Linked DNA regions of Mus musculus: region 1 is linked to region 2. The links are chromatin contacts, called in public Micro-C maps. All regions are on one chromosome and are shown on one strand. Each heading gives the region's core, a stretch centred on a gene start, on an enhancer-like site or on the middle of the called end of the contact. The rest is flanking DNA. Distances are from core to core; before and after follow the strand shown. Region 1 has its middle 160 kb from the start of Gm32590. Region 2 has its middle 110 kb from the start of Mir21c.

Region 1 (5,515 bases), core at 1,498-3,997, 200 kb after region 2:
CAAAATCCCTCCCCAGCAGGACACCTGGACAGGACCTTCCTGGAAATTACAGAGTAATGAGATCCCATGTTTCACTCTATTTAATATATTTTGTCTGAATTGACTTGAAACTAACATTTAAAATGGCATCGAATTGTGTATGGTAGATGTTTGCACTGGTACCTCAGTTCTACAAAGGTTCTCCCATTTGGACAGCATGTCCATATTGATCTATAGTCTGTGAGGACCATTGGAGATATTTCCATTGCTCTCTGCTATTGGCAAAGTGCTGATTGTGTGCAGTGAGAAAAACTCAGCATCCAGCTGAATAAGATACAGCAGAACCAGGAGAGGGAGAAAAAATCAAAAGGTTGCCCAGCAACAAGGGATGGCCAATGAACTCAGGAGGGATGGGCAGAGGCCACGGAAGCCAGGCCATTCCTTTATTACAATTCCCTGTGCCTTACCAGCAATTCTAGGGTGGCTTCTAGCAGCTCTTCCTGTGATAAGTGCTGTCTTATTTGTGTAAGAAAAATAACCAGCGGAAGTGTATGATATATGCAGGCTGCAAACATCCTGATGAAATCCATGACTCTGTACCATTAGTGAGCTCATTGGGGATGATCATCCGAGCCATGGAGATGCAGTGCCAGAGTATGAGGACCGGGATCATAGGGTGCTGAGTTGCCTCAGAGACACAGGGTTCTGCTTAACATAGCAGCCTTTCCTCATCTGGCCGTGGGTTCTCTCTTGCATATCCGCTTAGAAAGCGATCAAAACAAAAACAACAAAAACCACAAAGAAAAGTACTAGCTTAAAATGTGTCCTGATGGGTAGAGCAACTTTAATTCAACTTCATTGTGGCATATTGGGGTGTCCTCCGCTTGTCTTATAGAGTTCATTCTCACAGAATATTCCCGTGCCTTCTTTCATGGCCCAGGGAAGTCTCGACTTAAGCACAGTGGCCAAGAAGCTCTATTAAGACTTAGCAGCTCTGTTTTTGTCCCTGCATTTCTTTTAGACAGGAATAATCTGGGGTTGAAAACTTTGAAGGTGGGTTGCTGTTCCCATCTCTCCTCAGGAGGCCCTTTTTAAAAACTGGAGGTGGGTCTCTTCAGGTTCTATATCCCCTCTGTTGGGCATTTCGGCTAAAGTCATCCACACTGAGTCCTGGGAGCCTTCCTCATCCAAGGTTTCTGGGACTTTATAAAGATTCTCCCCACCCTGTCACCTCTGGCAGCTGCATATTTACATTCATTCTCCTGGCCCTCTGGGCTTCTCTTCTGTCTCCCCCATACCTGATCCTGCATCCCTTTTCTCTCCTCCTTCCCTCTCCCCCCACCCCAGTTGCCTCCCTCCCTCTGCCTCCCATGATTACTTTGTTCCCCCTTCTAAATGGTATTCAAGCATTCTCCTTGGGCCTCACTTGTTTAGGGTCTGTGAGTTGTATCATATGTATTCTGTACTTTTAGACTAATATCCACGTATCAGAGCATGCATACCATGCCAATGACTGGTCCAACTTAGCATCTATCCAATGGGCAGGCATCAAACCCTGAGGCTATTACAGATGCTATGTTGTGCTTGCAGACAGGAACCTAGGATAGCTGTCCTCTGAGAGATGCATATACTCACAGCCAAGCACTGGTCTAAGGTTGAGGACTCCTATGGAAGAGTTAGGGGAAGGGTTGAAGGGACTGAAGGGGATGGCCAGCCCATAGGCAGACCAACAGTGTCAACTAACCTGGATCTCTGAGAGCTCTCAGAGACTAAGCTACCAACCAAAGAGCATAAATGGGATGGTCTGAGGCCCCTTCTACCTCCCTCCCCTGGCACATATTTATCAGAGAACTGCCTTGTCAGACCTCAGTGGGAGTTGGATGTACCTAATCCTATAGAGACTTGATGCCCCAAGGAAGGGGATCCTTAGAGGGTACCCTTTCAGAGGCGGAGGGGAGAAGGGATAGGGGAAGAACTCTGCAAGGGGGGACCTGGAGGGGGGGGTCAACATTTGGGATATAAATAAATAGAATAACAACAACAACAAAAGACTTAGCATCATGATTTACAGTTTTACAGTTCTTTACCCAGGCTGTACATCTTTGTATTTGGAGCTTTATCAAGCTGACTCTCCTCACCACCCTATGCCAGGATGGAGTCACTGTGGCCTTGAGGAAATAATGGAGGAATTAGTCACATTTTCCAGGAGCATTAGAGCACAGAGCCTGACACTCACATACGACCTTCTTTATGCATTCCTGTCCTAACACCACTGCCCAACCTTTATGTACTCCTTGTCAGTTACACCCCAGTGTGAAACACTCAACAGGTTAGGCTTTGTTGGTCCTGCACCCTACATGGCATGAAACTGCATGGTTTATTCAAGCGCTGTGTTCTTTATTTGTTTGTTGTTGTTTGAGTTATGTTTGTTGTTTGTTTCAGATAGGGTCTTACATCATCCAGGCTGGCTTTAAGTTTGCCGTGTAGTTAAGGATAACCTGCACACGTGATTCTACCTCTGTCTCATAAGAACATGCTCAACTCAGGCATTTATTCTTGAAGGTTGACTACAGCCTACTGTCTTCCCTTTCTATGTGAGTTTGTTACAGAGTTGCCATAGCTATTTACAACATAGACCAACAAAGCTCCATTGCTGAGAAAATACAGCTGTTTTTCCTCTGAAATCTTAGAGCAGGATAAGTACAAATAAGGACAAATCAAGTATAGATGAGCACTCCAGAGGGTAAGACCTGGATATGCTGAGTCATGCCTGGGCACTTGTCCCTGCTCTAAGTTCTATGGTGTTGAGAGTTTCTAGTGGAGGGACTCTGGCCAGCCTGAGTGTGGCAAACATGGCAAATTTGGCAAACATGGCACTAACAGGCCTTGCCCTTCTTCTCTATTCCCTCTGTCCTACTAAAAGCCAACTGATTACATTCTTAAAGCTAGCCGTGAAGGATTATACCTTCATTTGACCATTTCCTCCTGCTGAGGCTGACTACCCAGGTTCAGCTATCAAAGTATTGAAGTCCAACAATAAATGCCTCCGTTGTCTGCCCTAATTAGCATGCCTAATCAAAATTTAAAACCTTATTGTAACATGGGATTTCCTGTTGTACCTTTATAAGCCACCATTTGCTTACAGGCCAGGTCTGCCTCCTCTCTATCCAGAAGTCGTCCTTTGTTCTGACTCCAGGACAAATATCTCTGCCTCCTCTCCTTTGTCCCCTTTCCTTCTTCCCCATCCTTTATCTCCTGTCTCTGTCTCTTATTCCCTGCTTTTTGTCCTTCTGGGTCAAACAAATCCTCTTTGTGCTGAGAACTTGGTATGGGGGTTCCTGAGCCTCTACCAACCTTTACACTTTACACCAAGAGACAAAACTGAACAGACAGAGCACATAGAGCACACCTCTCCTACAGACCAGGCAGGTTCTCATGATGTAAACAGAGCTTGAGACGTGGCTTTACAGGAGCTTAGCAAGCTAAAACCTAGCACTGGTCATCTTAAGGACTCAAGGGTTAAGCACTCCACTCAGTTTCTAGGGACTCCTCAAATATTAACACCTCCTTCTCACTTCCCTGAAGGATGAACCCCACTCTGGAAAGACCTGACACTAATCATTGAGGATTGTTCCAGGATCCAGTGTTTATTAATATACCTTCCTCTTCAGTTCAAAATGTTTTTAATCTTGTAAATCAGTAACTAACCAAAGTGATTGCTGCTGATTTTAAATACTTCGTGTTGTTTTTAATGGGTTTTCCAGAGCTGGGATTTGATGAGCATACATGTAATAAAAACACATCCTCCTCCTATCACTTTTTTCCCTTAAATACATTTTCCGTGTACGATTTGGCAAAAAGACAGATACTCATAGAGTGAGTCCTTTTGCTGTTTATATCCCTCTTGGCAGAGCTCCAGTGAGCATTTAGTAATGTATTAATCTGTCCGAAGAGAGCTCTGCAGGCCATGGAGTTTCCCTGGTGCACCTGAAAACTCAACTGAATGCTTATAACCCTAGCTGAACCAGAATGTGTATTTTCAGTGTAAAGTGAGTTCACGGATCCGTATGGTCCCCTTCCACTTACTTACCAGTAAAGCTGAGGGTTTTGGTTTGGTTTGGTTTTTTTGATGTTGTTTTGGTTTTTTGGTTTGGTTTGGTTTGGTTTTCGGGGGTTTTGAATTTCTCAGCCCTGGATAGAGGGTCAGGGAGCCACTTGTCCTCTAGACACTACTGTAAATTCTCCTTTACTCACAATACATCTTAGCCACACCGGTCAGATTCACCCATGTATTTGTAAAATGAGCAAGGAAATGAAAATGGCCGGTGTGACAGTTATCTCTTCATGGGTGATGACTTCTAATAGAGGTGACAGGGACAATATAGACTAAAATTTCATAAGCTGAATGGGTTAGGCAAAACAAAAGAAAGAAATGAAATGAAAAGATGATAAGTTCTGGATATTTTTTAACAAGCAAATAAAAAAAACAATCATTTTATCTCTCTTTATTAGATTTGATGCAAGTCTAGGAAATGCTGCATGCTGTGTCTTGAATGTGAAGTATCCTCCAAAGAATGCTTGATCCCCAGCTTGAAGCACTGTTTTAGAAGGTCCTAGAAGCTTTAGGAGATAGAGCCTGGTTGGAGGAAGTGAGTCATTTGGGGGAGGGCTTGAGATCTTATCACCGAGCCCCACTTCCTGTCTGCTCTTTGTCTCCAGACCACAAACACAATCCAACTCAGTGAATTCACATCTTAGTGAGTTCAAAGCCAAAATAAACACAACCAGGATAAAGATGCATGGAGAAAGATTTCTTACCTACAGAGGCAAGGAATACTGAGAGTTCTTTCCAAAGCAATATTATGAACTGACTAAGCATGGCAATTTTCCTGGGGGTGGTGGTGCTGGTGGGCGTGGTGGGGGTGGTGGGGATGGTAGGGGTAGTGGGGGTGGTGGGAGTGGTGGGGTTGGTGGTGGTGGTTGTGTAGACATATTCATATAGAGATAGGCCATTCCTAAGCATGCTCAGTTTATAAGCATGTGCCTGGGCATGCCCAGTTTGTACTATGAAGTTTTATCTAAAATAAAGGTACAAAGGAGGCTACCTATGAAAAGTACCTGCCCTGCTTAATAACTGACATGAACGCAAAATGACCAACTAACTCAAATGCCTGGCTCCATCCCTTCCTTGCCATGAGGGAATGCATTATTACACCCAAGACCCCCAAATATCCTCTTCCCTTGACAGCTATTGGGCCACAACAAGGAAAGTGCCTAAGACATTATATGTTTAAAGTAACCTAATGGCTTTTCTCAGCATATGTATGTGTCATCCTCAGGTCTTCCAAGGAGAAGGGTCCTTCCTGCCTTGCTTGTTCTTGTGTCATAAGCTAACTATGTGAGGTGCCAGGTGTCAGTTACACAAAGGAAAAGGTGCTGGTGTCAGGCCTAGAGTGGAGCAATTGCTTCAAGGAGTTTGAAGATAACATTGTTGCCTTCCATGTACTCTTGCAGAATGGCCTGAATGTGCTCTGCT
Region 2 (5,605 bases), core at 2,100-4,599:
TTCAGGATCCTGAAGATAAATTTGGGCAAGTTGGTTCACAGGAGCTCTTTGTCTCTCTTTGGAAAAAAAAAAATCTCCTTTTTCTGTTTTCCACAAATGATTGGCATATTGAGGATGGTGGCTGGACTTGGCTTGGGACCCTGGTTGTGTGACCCCAGGTTTGATAATGAAAGTAAGATGAGCGCTCTTGACTGCTGATGCAGCACAATTCTGCTTCTTGCTCCTGCAACTATGAATTCCCTGCCACATCCAACTGTACTTTTCAACTGTGGACCAGAATAAACCCTACCTTCTTCCTTCTTTGAGTTGTTTCAGTCAGATGCTTCATCAGTGCACCCATCAAGGAAAGTGACTAATGCTCACACTGACTTCCTCAGGATGGGTAGGGAGTGACTGGCATGCAAATTAAAGTTCAAATGCTATTATCTTAACGCTGGATTCTCCTAAACAGACAAAACTCAGGTACAATTTTCATCTTCCTCATCTCTTTCTTTGGTTTTTTGGTTTTTGGTTTTTTTTTTTTCCTTCTTGGAGATAGGGTCTTACTATCTAGCTCTGTTTGGCCTGGAACCTGTGCCTCCTACCTCAGCCTCCCAGTGTTGGGATTAGATGTGCACCACCATGCCCAGCTTCTCTTTTCTTCAAAGGTACTCCCTGCACCCTCCAAGTCACCCTAGTATGCTGGTAGAGATTCCTTCCCAAAGCAAGCCATTGTTTATTGATGTTAGTTGTACAAGCTCTCAAAAAGGTCCCATGAAGGCACTATGCTCCAGTATAGGGGAAAGCCAGGGCCTGGAAGAGGGAGTGGGCGGGTTGGTGAGCAGGGGAGGGGAAGGGGGGGGGAAGGTTTTCGGGAGGGGAGACCAGGAAAGGGGATAACATTTGAAATGTAAATAAAGAAAATATCTAATAAAAAAGAGAAAAGAAAAAAGAATTTGCAATTTTGAGATGATTAATGAATTGATGGTAGGGATAGCTGAGCCAGATTTAGATTGTTCTACTCAAGTCATAGCAATAATGGTAGCTCACTGATCTGTGCAATATATGCAATGATGGAGACTTGAGTCTCTGTATGATAGTAATTCAAGGGTTGGGAAAATGGCTCAGTAGATAAGGTGCTGACTGTGTAAGCATGGGGATCTGAATTTGATCTTCATGTGCAAAAGCTAGGCATGGGGGTACACACTTAAAATCCCAGGGCTGGGTAAACAGAGCAGAAGAGGCTCTAAGTTCAGCAAAAGACCCTCTCTCAATAAAGAAAGACAGTGCCTGAGGGATAACATCTGAGGTGGCCTTTGGTCCATGCATGTATGCACACATACATCTACAAACACATCCCAACATATGCATATGTTGAATCAGTTTTAAGCGTCTTTATAGATATATTTGTTAGTGAGGATATAAAGCAAAGAAGTGGTGGTAATAAATGAAAAGCATTTTCTAAATGTTGCGAAAAGTATTACAATTGGGCCTCGGCTCTTCAGTTGATGAAGTTGCTAGATCTGCAATCTAAACTAGCAGCAGAATGCCATTAAACCCTAGGCATGGAGTGCACTGGAGTTTACCTCTCTGAAGTGAATGCAGATTACCATTTTAATAATGTGCAGTTTTGTTAAATGTTAATAGTGGCCCTGAGTTCATCCTGGCTCACAATTTCTGAAAGGCAGAAGATTCACCTTGGAATTGAGCATCCATGAGAAAGAATCCATCAAACAAATGCATCCCTCTTCATCTTGGGCTAATTTTATCCCACAGTCCCTGGCTATCTGCAAGCTGCCTAAGTGATTCACGGTGCATTTTCACATTGCTTTTTATTCAAAGAATAAACGTGAATTATCTTGTTTACTGTCACCACAGCTTGGCAATTATTATTAGCTCCATCTTATATTTGGAAAAATAGAAGTTCGAGATCCTTCAAGAGTCACAGTTGAGGAGAGACAAAGAGCAAATCTCATGGGGAATACTCACAGGACTTAGACTTCATAGGTGTTTCAGATAGAGATGCTCCCATCAATGATCATCCAGCTAACCTCATCATTTTGAGGGTGAGGATGGGGATGTCAGGACTGTTCCAGTGTTCTATTTAGCAAACTTAAATACTCTCGGTTTCATTTCCACTTCCTGAGTTTGAGATGAGAATACTTTCAGTAGCTGTTTTCTAATAATAGGACTCTCATAACCGCTAATGGGATTGTGCCAGAGTGGGTGGAAGCCTCAGTGTAATGTCTAGCTAACGTATATGCCAGTCATGCTGAAGAGGGCACTGGGTGGGGGCTGAGCCAGACTACCATCTCTTGTAGGACATTTGTTTGCTTCCTGTAAACGGGCCTCAGGCCTGCTTTTGGATCAGTATCTCTACCTCTAAAATTAGGTGTTGCACTAAATCTTTAACGTTCTTAGAGTCTTACGTGCCACCGTTCTCACTTTCTTTATATAAAATTTTCAAGTGCATAATATACACATATGTCATAGGAATGCAAATTTGCAGACACTATAGAGAGAGGGGGGAAAAAGCAGAAAGTAGAAATGGAAGATTCCAGGGCAGTTGACTATATTTCAAGGTAAGTGTTCTCTAAGGAGAAAAATGATTCCATTCTTCTTAATGTGCTTTTTAGAAGGCGATAGATTCTGGGCACCTGGTATCTTGTCTATTTCCTTTCCGGAGTTTTGAAGTTTGTTCTTTGAAAGTGGTATCAAAGTCTGTCACCTGATGTGGTTGTTAGGTTCATTGTCAACTTGACACAGACTAGAGTCATCTGGGAAGATAGAACTTCAGTTGAGAAAATGGCTCCATAAGATTGGCCTGTAGGCAAGTCTGTGGAACATTTTCTTGATTAATGATTGATATGCAAGGACCCAGCTCATGGTGGGCCATGCCATCCCTAGGAAGTTAGTCTTTAGTTGTATAAAAAAATCAACTTGAGCAAGCCTTAGGAAACAAGTCAGTAAGTGTTTCTCCATGTTCTCTGCTGCAGTTCTTGCTAGAGTGCCTGTCCTAGCTTCTCTTTATAATGGACTGTGATTGAGATGAGTAAGCCAAAAAAAACTCTTCCCTCCCCATGTTTGTTGACCATGGTATCTGTATTGTGGCAGTGAGAAGCAAACTAGAACACCTGGTTATTGTGGTTGCTTTGCTCATGGGAGGACTTAGGATATGTAACTCCATCACACTGAAGAAGGAAAGGGCAGACTTGTTTCTGAATGAAGTTCCCTGAGTTCATCTGCACCGTGGAATGATGACTTGGTTCCACAACACTCATCAGCTATGCTCCTGCCGTCACACATGGAGGAGTATGAGGTTGTGACTCAGTCCTACCACATTCCTCTAGCAAGGGTCCCACGCCATCACAGATGGGGGAGTATGACTCAGTCCTACCACGTTCTTCTGGCAATGATCACAGCATTGCAGATGGAGCTCTGTAAGCCTGACTCTAGAAAAGTGTGAGTCAGGATGAATTATGAGAGTCGGCAGGCCTACAAACACTTTCTTTAATAATTAGCCTAAGGTGAAGGGGGGACTAAACTCACTAAACTCCCATTTCATACCACCCAAACCATGTACTGCTAATATCTGACTGAGCACAGAAATCCATCTTCAGGTGATGCGGCTTAAAACCTCATTTGTAAAGCACAGCCTGAAGGGCTTCCAGCAAAGAGTGAAGGGCTGTAAACACTGCTTTTGGGCTCCATCATCTCTTTGGGGGACACCATAGGTCACTGATCAGAGCCTTACAGCTGTGGTTGAATGCACCTTGGAGAGAGCCCATAGGCAAACACAACATGGGTATATGTTCCCAGAGGGAAAGGAGAGTCCCTCATCATACACACAAACTCTGTGCTTTCCTTATACAGGCTCACAAAAGCCAAAGTGCAGAAAGCATAATGTCTCCATAACCCTTCAATGAGACAAAGTGAGGTCTGTGTCACTGCCTTGGCAGGTTGGTACTCAGATGTAGTAATTGAACTGTGCAGACAAATCCTTATCCATGCCAGTTTAGAAACCTGCTTTATGAAGCTATTGGGAAAAACTCTCAGGAAAAACAGAAACAAGAATCTCCTAGTCTACCTGTCAATGTTTGTTGTGTATCTACAGTCTGGAGGGAGTTACTGTGAGGCACACTGGGAAGAGCTAAGTATGTGGGGTAGTTCCAGCTCTTAGAATCTTCCAGTCTAGCTCAAAAGGCAACATAGCTGAACAGATGATCCTGGGAAGGGCATTGCAAGTAAACAAAAATGATGAGTTGATGGAGCTCAAAGCAGGAACTGTGAAGGGGGTTGTAGAAGTCAAGAGATATTTCTCAGAATTGGGCTGGAGATAATGATCATTTGGCACAGTGCTTGTCTAATGAAGGTGTTCACCCCTAATCCCTGCACTAGGGAGTCAGAAGCAGGAGGAGCACAAGTTCAAAGTCATCCTTCCAACATAGTGAGTTCAAGGATGCTTGAGATCCTGTGTCAAAGACTCAAAGAAGGCAGAGGAAGGGCAGTGGGAAGGTGAAAGGTAGAGAAGGAGAGAGAATGTGGGGGTAAAGGAGGAGTGATGGAGAGTGAGAAGAGGAGGAGAGGGAGAGATGAAGAGCTTTACAGAAAGAGGGAAGAGAAGGAGAAAGAAAGAGAAGGAGAAAGGGAAGGGAAGAAGAGGGGTCAGCCATGGAGCATGTCTTAGGAGGAGCTGAGAGTGTGGCTGTATAGTAGACACTTTGTGTGTGACCTGGAGACTTCTCTACACTCCTGGGCAATGACTCTGTCAACTTATGTCATTTCCCCTGGACTTGTCATGGTTCATTTATTTTTCTTTTTGAAATCCCTGGATTCTACAGAAAAGGTCATCCAGCAAAATCTAAGACTTCATCTACCTAGTGCTTTGTGCCACAGAGCTGAGGTGGAGCCTTCAGAAAAAGTCACTGAAACCATGTACCAGTCAATCAGTGCAAGGATTTGGTCTATCAGGTAGCCTCTAAACTCCAGGGTCAAATGAAAAGAAGCCAGCTCTCAGATGGGCATGGCCTAGCTCTCCATCATACATGCCATCAGACATGGGCTAGTTCAGTGGAGTCAAGCATTGACTCCAGTCTGCATCTGCCTTTCCCCTTTCCTTGAGGAATGTTGAGAACTGGGCACTAAGAACTGAAGTAAACATCAAGATAAACCAATGTTCAACCCACTTGCCTCAGTATAATGTAGAATTCTGGGCTGCAGCTTTGGCTTGTTAATAGGACTGGGCTTAGAAAATCATGGTAAGCATTCTCCCTTCCCTCATTCTCTCTGCTCTTCACCTTCTTATCCCTATTTCCTTCCCTTCTACCCTCTCTTTTCTCAGTTTTCAATATAGCACACAAGGTCAAGGGTTTCATGATGAAAATTTCACACACATATGTCACACACTTTGCCAACCTATTTCCTGTCTGCCTTTATATCAGGTTGATGATCTGTGTGCATAACTATGCACACACACACACACACACACACACACACACAGAGCAAGACAGTCAGAGAGAGACAAAGAGTATATGTGTGAGGAAGAAGATATGAGATTTATCTTTCTGAGTCTGGCTTATTTTTCATCACATATTCTTTCTCCTGTTTTCATTCTTTTGTTCTTTCA

What was found. Hi-C and Micro-C count contacts between places; a contact is called where the count stands out from the background.
Region 1: a contact with region 2 is called in a Micro-C map of muscle stem cells, with 2.3 times the contacts expected there. The contact joins two enhancer-like sites.

The regions. Positions count from the first base shown.
Region 1 is chr8:127,962,198-127,967,712 of GRCm38.p6, reverse strand. No RefSeq gene overlaps it. Among named protein-coding and RNA genes, the nearest start is that of Gm32590, 160 kb to the right of the region's middle. Within about 2 kb of position 2,747, at least 55 of the 459 cell types and tissues checked have an H3K27ac peak or open chromatin away from gene starts, as enhancers often do. A contact at or near this core is called in muscle stem cells, where this site is marked.
Region 2 is chr8:128,162,880-128,168,484 of GRCm38.p6, reverse strand. No RefSeq gene overlaps it. Among named protein-coding and RNA genes, the nearest start is that of Mir21c, 110 kb to the left of the region's middle. Within about 2 kb of position 3,349, at least 69 of the 459 cell types and tissues checked have an H3K27ac peak or open chromatin away from gene starts, as enhancers often do. A contact at or near this core is called in muscle stem cells, where this site is marked.